Linked DNA regions of Macaca mulatta: region 2 is linked to region 1. A link is a contact called in public Hi-C data. All regions are on one chromosome and are shown on one strand. Each heading gives the region's core, a stretch centred on a gene start, on an enhancer-like site or on the middle of the called end of the contact. The rest is flanking DNA. Distances are from core to core; before and after follow the strand shown. Region 1 holds the start of GRAMD2A (GRAM domain containing 2A). Region 2 holds the start of PARP6 (poly(ADP-ribose) polymerase family member 6).

Region 1 (4,152 bases), core at 1,576-4,075:
CAGGTATGCTGCATGCTGCTTGCTATAAGGATTTGGCTTCACTGGCTCAAATTTTTTCACTCCACCAAAATATAAGGCACAGGCCCACTTGTCCAATCACGTTTGCTGAAAAATACTGTAGCCTGAGTGTAGACAAACTTCCCCGGAAGTTGCTAGAAGTCTCTAGTTAGCATAATCACTGGATAACTGCATGCAGAAGGCCTTTAGGGAACGTACAGTCCAATCTCCTTACCTTATGGTATAAAGCAGGCCCAGAAAGCGGAAGTGATTTGTCCCAAGTCGCAGCAAAACAGGAACAGCCTGAGGCTTAGAACTCACTTCTGATTCTGAGTAAGGCTCTTCCCTCCAGCTGATAAACATGGTCCGTGGCAGGCAAGGACCAGAGCGACCCTAAGCAGGTTAGGGGCAGGGTGGAGCCCCCCAGGAGGCACTAACAGCTCAGCAGCTCATGGGAGAGCTTCCAAGAGGCCAGTTGGCAGCAACCTACCTTGGGTACTGCTGACCTCAACCTCAGGGGATCACAGGAGCACCCTAGGTGGATGAATTAGCAATGCAAGTCTCTCTGGTCTGTGCCGAAGCTTTGGGGACTTGCTAAATTTAGAAATTTGAGGCCAGGTGCGGTGGCTCACACCTGTAATCCCAGCACTTTGAGAGGCCAAGGCAGGCAGATCACCTGAGGTCGAGGGTTGGAGACCAGCCTGAGCAACATGGAAAAACCCTGTCTCTACTAAAAAATACAAAATTAGCCAGGGGTGGTAGTGCATGCCTGTAATCCCAGCTACTCAGGAGGCTGACGCAGGAGAATCACTTGAACCTGGGAGGCGGAGTTTGTAGTGAGCCGAGATCACGCCATTGCACTCCAGCCTGGGTAACAAGAGCAAAACTCCATCTCAAAACAAAAGAAAGAAATTTGAAAGCAGCCAGCAACATCAAGGCACAGATGGAGTTTGAGCTACCCTCTCCAGGCTATTCAGAAAATTCTCCCAAGGGGAAGTTGGGAAGGAGAACTTCTATTTGGCCCCAGCCTAAACTCTCCTGGAAGCTCGGTGGGGCCTCTGTCAGCTTTCCCCTCTGGACCTGCCCATTTGCCCCAGAGGTGCCCACTCAATGCCTGCCAAACTAAAACTTAAACCTAAGTGTCTGCAGCATGGTCTCCAGCCAGCCTGATCAGAAGACTATGGAGGGGGCCAGGCACGGTGGCTCACACCGTATTCCCTATAATCCTAGCACTTTGGGAGGCTGAGGTGGGTGGATCACATGAGGTCAGGAGTTCAAGACCAGCCTGGCCAACATGGTGAAACCCCATCTCTACTAAAAATACAAAAATTAGCTGGGCATGGTGGTGGATGCCTGTAATCCCAGCTACTCGGGAGGCTGAGGCAGGAGGATCACTTGAACCTGGGAGGCAGAGGTTGCAGTGAGCCAAGATTGCACCACAGCACTCCAGCCTGGGTGACAGAGTGAGACTCTGTCTCAAAAAAAAAAAAAAAAAAAAGAAAAGAAAAAGAAAAAAGGAGGGGCACACTGACTCCTCACTGAAGAATGGGATGGACACCCTTTATTCTACCTCTCCTAGCAAGGCCATAAGTCTTTGCTCTGAAAGGAGCCAGACTTTAGAGCCGGCTACAGGTGGACATGGGGTGAAGACATCAGGTTGCCAGGGCACCCTCTCTCGTTCCCTAGGAGCCTGGCCCCCTGCAAGGAGGGGCACCTTGAAACAATCAAGCCTAGTGAGTGGGGCGGCAAGCAGAGCAGAGACACAAATGACAGCGCGGTGGAGCCCCACCAGTCCCTCTGAGGATACGGCAGAGGGACCCCCGCTGGGGTCCACACCCCTGTGTGTCTCGGGCTGATTTGGACACAAGGCTCACACATTCACCCTACCTGCTCCAGTGCTAGCTGGCTGAGGATGCCAGGCTCTACCTGACCTCAGGCTGTGCGGCTTGGAACCTGGACCGGGGCAGGAACTGACAGGTTCCCCCAAATAGTGTCACCCCTAGAACCCCAAGACCTCAAGGAGCAGAAACCACAATTCTGGATGTTATGTGTGCAGCGCCATCTCCTGTCTGCCCTGCCTCTTTATCCCTTCCTCCCAAGGCGACTTTGGACCAGGTCTCGAGGCCAGGAGACCGGCCCCAGCCCGCCCGACCGGGATGGGCCTGGCGCCCGGGGGAGGCTGCGTCGTGCTGAGACAGCTCCGAGCTGCCTCCCCGCAGCCGCGGGCCGCTACAAGTGCGGATTCGGCGGCGAGAGGAAAGAGTCTGGCCCTCCAGGGGCCGCAGGGAAAGTCAACCTTTGGGTCGGGGACAATCAGGACTGGAAGTCGATATCGCGGGGAACGAATGATGAATGAATAAATGAAAGGATGAAGAGTGGTGAGGCAGAGATGGGCCATGCGGGGCGTCGCGAGGAGGGTGCCTTTCCCTGCCCGGATGCCGCCGGGACCGTCCCTTATCCCCCAGGTCGCAGCAGGACACCCGGTCCTGGTGCGAACACCTCGCGGGCCCCTGGAGGTGCCTGGGCGCGCGGCGCAGCTCTGGCCCGGAGCCCGCATTCCGGCGGCCGGGAAGTGCCTGCCCCGTGGGCAGAACGCGCCGAGTTGCCGCAGCCCCAGGAGCCGTCCTGCCCCGCGCGGCAGCAGCCCCTCGCGGCGGCCTCCAGAACCCCGAGACCGGCCCCTGGGCCGCAACCCCTTACCTGCCCGCCTCGGCGGCCTCGCTCCGGCTCAGAGCGGTCATCGCGACGCCTGCACCCAGCGGCCCTGACCGCGCGCCCTGACCCAGCGCCCGCCAGACCCCGCCCGCCCCGTCGAGAGCCCGCCCCGCCCGCCCATTGGCGGGTCGCGCGGGCCGGGCCCAGCCCATTGGTCGTTCCTCCCTCTCCTTCCCCAGCTTCCCCAGCTTCCCTCCTTCCCCACCTTCCTCAGGTGGGGCCCCAAGCTCTGAGCAGATCCTAGCGCTCGGTCCCCGAGACTGGAAGGTCCAGGACTGGAAGGTCCCGGAGGCCAGGGCCTGGCGCGGTACCTCCTGTCCCTCACGTCGAGGGTATTGTGTCCCCTCTGGACGCTTCTGTCCTCCTAGTCTTGGAGTTTGGGTCCCTCTGCAGGAACCGATTCCGGCCCCTCTCCAACCTAACCCTTCCCAACATCGAGCTCCAGGGTAAGTTTCAATTTTACCATGAGTGGGGAACACCAAAGGGGATATTGAACACCACGGTCTGACAGCCAAGTCACCACCACGAGCCCGGGAGCCAGGATGCTCCCACGCACTCTTGCTGGAGTTAACATTGCAGTCTCTAAGGAAATGCACTTTTGGAGGAGGCTGCGAAGGGGATGAAGGTGGACACAAATCAAAGGCAGGGAAGCAGAGGCACAGCTCAGTGTGTGACAATGAGCTGGGCTGAATTGAGCAGTGATAATGGGCCCACAGGTCCTATTCCCCAACTTGCCTGGCCTGCAGGCCCTTTCCTCTTCCATCCCCACCAGGTCACTTGGTCCTTGGGAGTGTGATCAGGAGAGGGAAAAGGCGCAGGCCAGATTTGGTCCCATTTCCAACTCTCTCCCCCAACCCCTTGGCACTACGGCATCACGGTGGGAGAGCACCAGCAAACAGGAGGGGTCACAAGGGGAGCCTAGGTCCACAACTGAGGACCTGGGAGCAGAACCCAGTCTCAGGCGCCCAGAGCTGACTTGTCCTACAGCCCCCATAAGGGATATGCTATTGCAGGGAGACCAAAGTGGAAGAACCACCGCCAGGGCCACTTTGCTATTTAAATTTACCTACCAGAATGGGAGGGAGGAGGCCTTGTCCCTGCTCTTTCCCATCTTTGGTTCACATAAGCCATTAAGGTCTCCCCGCAGCACTGAAGGGGGCAACCTGTAACCCTAAGATAATCAGCTACTGCTTTCCCAGCGCCTCTGCACCAGGAGGTGGGCAGGATGGCAGGTAACACCACCATACCTCCACTGCAGGGCATGAGGCTGCAGCCATTCCCAGCCTGCTCAGAGGCCAGGGTTCAACCACCTCCCCCTCCCCAGCAGAAAAGAGAAGAAACAGGTGCTTCAGCTGTTGTTTATTGACATACAGGTAGGCTCTATAGCAACAGGCCTGGAGGCGCTGCAGTAGTCGCTGCAGTAGTGGGGGAAAATGGAAG
Region 2 (4,509 bases), core at 798-3,297, 77 kb after region 1:
CTGCTGTTTCCCTTTCTCGGAATGCTTTCCACCCATATATCCACATGGCTTGTTCCTTCACTCTTCCAGATCTCTGCTCAAAGGCCACCTTGACCATCCTATTTATTGAAACAGCAACAACTCAACACCCACATACTAGCACTCTCTATTTCCCTTCCCAGCTTTATTTTTTTCCACTTACCATGTTCTAACACATGAAATGTTTATCAGAATATACACTCTGGTGGCAGAGGCTTTGACTGTTTTCAGTCTACAATCTTAGTCCCTTAAAACATTTCTTGAATGAGTGAATGAATGAATGAACCCTCTGCTGGATACTGAAGTCTAATGGGAGATATATACAATAACCTACATGTTTCTACACACAGACAAAAATCACACAAAAAATGATTTTAAAAACCAAAACTTCATTCACCTTCAAGAGTAGCTGAGAACCAGAATGTGAAGATCTTGGGGTGAGGTTCGTGAGATTTGAAAATAAACAGTCAAGTGCTGATCTGGATGATCACAGAGAAGTAAAGAGGGAGGCACTAAATGTCCAGCCTGGGTTGCCCTGGCGTGAGGGGTAGGATGATGGCAGCGTTAGGCCAGAAATGCCAACTTTTCACGGTCTTTGTCGCTGCAGAAGTCAAGAAAAATTTAGCCTCTTTCCAAGGGCTGTTGCTGCTTGGTTTCTGTTGCTATCACAAGGAGAAAAAGGTAGTTGAGAGGGAGATCGTCTCGTTCAAGGAAGAGACAGTTCAGAGATTACCAGCTTTTTCAAACCAGGCTGCTTTAGTGAAAGGGACTTGCTCCCTCTCCTCTCAATGCCCTTTCCTCTGGAGAGATGGAAAGTGGATTTAAAAGGTGAAGAGTTGGAAAAGGAAGGTGATGGGTCATGGAATTCACAGAATCACAGACACGTTTTAAAAAACAAGCTGGAAAGGTGGCCTAATTCAAAGCTTTCATATTACACACAGAATACTTAGACCTATAGAGGTTGAGCAATTTGCTTAAGGTTAGGAGTACAGAAGGACTGGGATGTAAAGACATTGGACAGGTCCTAATTACATCTAATCTTCACGTGGTGTGCTTATAATTGAGTTGTTCATGAATTAAGCAAGAAAGACCTATCTGATTTATCTAAATGAGGTAAAGAATGGGACCTTACAAAAGAAGTTGGGCCAAAAACAAGATTATATGATGAGTGTCCAGAGAAGGTGTTAAACTCAGCAACTAATATAGAACGCTTTATGAATTTCCACGGGAATAAGTCAAATGTAAACGAGCAAGTCTGGATCACAAACGTCTTTCCCTAGGCCATGGGCGCTTCTCTGGGTGTGACAACTTCATGTCTAGTCAAAGCAGCTTCAGAGCTCAACGTTAAAAATGGGGGTTGGGCTCCCGGCTTTGTGGTCCTGGAAGAGGTTACCCCACTCCATCCCGTGTGCTCCCTTCTCAGGACTAGGCCACTAAACAAAGACTACTACGAAGAATCACTGAGGGGCGATTCCCGCAAGGCAGCGCTATCTCGGGCACCCAGTAAGGAGAGAGGACAGGGCTGCCCCCACCCCGCGAAAACTCTCTGGTACCCGTGCTTCCAGGACAGGCCCTGAGGCCTCTCCCGGTGAAGCAGTTACACCGGTTCTCCGGGGCTCCCCTGAAGACCCCAAAAACACTCAACACCTGCCTCCCCAGGGAAGACGCTCTGTGCCCGATCTATGCCGCTCGGTCGCCGGGCCTGAGAAGCCTGTCCAGCCTAGGAGGGACCCTCGGAACCTCCCGGTCCAAGCCCCTCACTTCGTCCACCCCTGCGGAGGCGGGGCGAACCCCGCACCCTTCCCGCGGCCCGGTCGCACCGCCCCGTGCCCGTGGTGGCGGCCCCACAGGCCAGCCTCGCGAGTACTCACGGCGACCCCGGGCCGCGCGCGGCCGCAGCCGACGGGACGAGCGGCCCGGGACGCCCCGCGGGGGCGGAGCGGCAGACCAAGGGGCGGGGGCCGGGCCTGGCGGGCGAGGTCGCACACCCCACGCCTCGCCGTTCCGTCACGGGCGCGCTCAGCCACTCTGCGCACGCTCGCGCGGTGACACCATGGCACGTGGCCCGCTCCTAACCAACAGCCTGACGGCCCGCTCCAGGGCGCGCCTCAGCCGCCGACGCCAGCCCTGGGACGCCTGCGCGACGGTCGCTAGTCGGGAAGGGGCGCGGATCGGGGGTGGCGCCTGCGCCGTGGGTCGGGGAGGCAGTGGAGAAGGAAGAGGGACTCCGGGGGCGTGCGGGGAACCTTCCAAAGGAGAATGCTTGCATTTAGCGCCCCGTGTGGTTGGGAGGAACGAGCAGGGAGGGCAACCCAGATTGCTTGTAGGCTGGGAGTCCCCTCGCTGGAGGCTGGGGCTGGCAGGTAGAGACTGAGGGAAGTCCTGAGGCCCTGCTGACTGCTGGATTCTCTGGTTGGATAGTGGAAGTCGAACACCTCGGGCTTTAAAAAATTCTGACATTTAACTTATTTGTTCCCCAGTAGCTGCAGCGTGATGGAAAGCACCCTAGCCTTCTAGTCAATCTGGGTCTGAAGCTTAGGTTTGGCACTTATTGATGGTGCAGCCTTAAACAATGACTTTGACTTTGTGAGTCTGATTTCTCCTCTTTGAGGTGGAGACAGTAATACGTGTTTCTTGGAGCCGTTGTGGTAAGGATGAACTGAGATAGTGTTACGTTGAACCGTATGAAATTGCTATTTTTGTAGTTTCTAAACAGTCCAATACCTTCAATTTCATACGATTCCAACTAAGCCATGTCAAGTAACCAGCAGAGTACCTGGGACTAGGAAGTAGTCCATACATGGAAGCTGTAATTGTGGTTATTATGGTTATTAACCCTAGAAATGGCCAGACCTCCTTCATCCTTATCAGTCTTGGGGCTTCCACGTGACCCTCTTTTCCATCAGCACTAATGGAAAAAGGCTTATCTTAGACCTACTCTGTTTCCTCACTCCCTCTTTGTAGCTGGACACAGTACACACAAAGAAGGCTTTGGCTCTGAATGATATAAACATGTCATGTCTATCCCTCCTAAGCTGGTCTCAGAAGTTTCCCAGTTAACTTTTTGTTGTTGGTTGATTTACATTTGCACATTCTCAGCCTCTCCTTTCTAACTCCTTTCCCTTTTGATGTCCCCTCTGCTCACCTTGCCACTCAGCCTGGGCCGCAACACTGTCTCAGTATGAGTTTGTTACACCTATTGCTTATAGTAACTGAAAAAAGTGAGGGATCAGTATAGCCTCGGTTTCAGAGTGCAGAAGTTCAGAGTAGTAGGGGAAGGAGTCGGGCTTGCTCTCTAAAACAACTCACCATCAAGGGCCCCATAATAGCTTTTGAGAACCAAGTGTGTATGGGAGTGTTGGAACATAAGCAGTGTGCCCATGAGTGACAAGTCCAACTCCAGTATTCAATAACCTTTAGAATTCCCCATTCCCAGCATACCACCAGCTCTTCTATATCATGAATCTCAGCCACCTCATAGTTTATCAGTATCTTCCAGGCTTCACCTGTTTTCCTACTTAGTCCAGATCCTTGGTCAGTCACTTTTAATCACATTTTTGTTAATATGCTTGCACTGACTCTGTAAAAATCACACCCCTGGTCATGCCAGCTATCTACCTTCTCTACTCTCCCGTCCTAAACCAGGATAAAGGACGTCACCGAATCCTGCACACTTAAGTGGACACCATCTAGGTTAGTTTAGCCCATGAACCCTATTCTGTGGGAATTATAGTTTCCACACCCACACTATGGATCCACAGGCCCCAGGGCCATGTTCATCTTATGTGACCCCTAGCACTGTAGCTGCAGTTTATTGAACTGTGAGTGGATTCCTGATCTAAGCTGTGTGAAGCAGATGTTCTCCTGAAAATCTGGGATTAGAGCTAACATTATGATTCTAACTGGACTGGTTTCTTAAGCAAAAGAGACATAGACTTAGGAGCTATGGTACCTCCCACCTACTATGATGAATGAGAAAAGGAAAAAAGACCATCTGGGGACACAGAATGAAGCATGGAGAGGCAGAGACCAGAAATGGTGAGACTACTGTCTGCTTCCTGGCAGCTTCCCAGGCACCCCCCGTTTCTTCTTCTTTTTTTTTTTTTTTTTTTTTTGACAGGGTGTCACTCACTCTGTTACTCAGGCTGGAGTACAGTGGTGTCATCATAGCTTACTGCAGCCTCCAAGGCTCAAGTATGCACTAACATATCTGGCTAATTAATTTTGTGTGTGTGTGTGTGTGTGTGTGTGTGTGTGGAGATGGGGTCTCCCTGTGTTGCAGAGGTTGATCTTGAACTCCTGAGCCCAAGCAGTCCTTCATCTTGTCCTCCCAAAGTGCTGGGATTACAGGTGTGAGCCACCACACCCTGCCCCAGGCACTTTCTGAGGCCCTCTGATCTTGGGGGACTAGGAGTCAGTTTTTATCTAGAATAAATGGCTTAAGCTAACTTAATGTGCGCTCAGTACAGAGCTCCTATAAATTCACTGTCT

Evidence for each region. Hi-C and Micro-C count contacts between places; a contact is called where the count stands out from the background.
Region 2: a contact with region 1 is called in a Hi-C map of cortical neurons, with 2.6 times the contacts expected there. The contact joins the promoter of PARP6 here to the promoter of GRAMD2A in region 1. A contact is called at or near these places in 4 of 14 Hi-C or Micro-C datasets (CD4 T cells, blood, cortical neurons and 1 more).

What each region holds. Positions count from the first base shown.
Region 1 is chr7:49,835,140-49,839,291 of T2T-MMU8v2.0, forward strand. GRAMD2A (GRAM domain containing 2A) reads right to left here and starts at 2,826. Exons shown (of 11, transcript XM_077939688.1): 1 at 2,698-2,826. The coding sequence starts at 2,738. PKM (pyruvate kinase M1/2) reads right to left here. Exons shown (of 11, transcript XM_077939714.1): 11 at 4,057-4,152.
Region 2 is chr7:49,912,507-49,917,015 of T2T-MMU8v2.0, forward strand. PARP6 (poly(ADP-ribose) polymerase family member 6) reads right to left here and starts at 2,048. Exons shown (of 22, transcript XR_013395725.1): 1 at 1,890-2,048.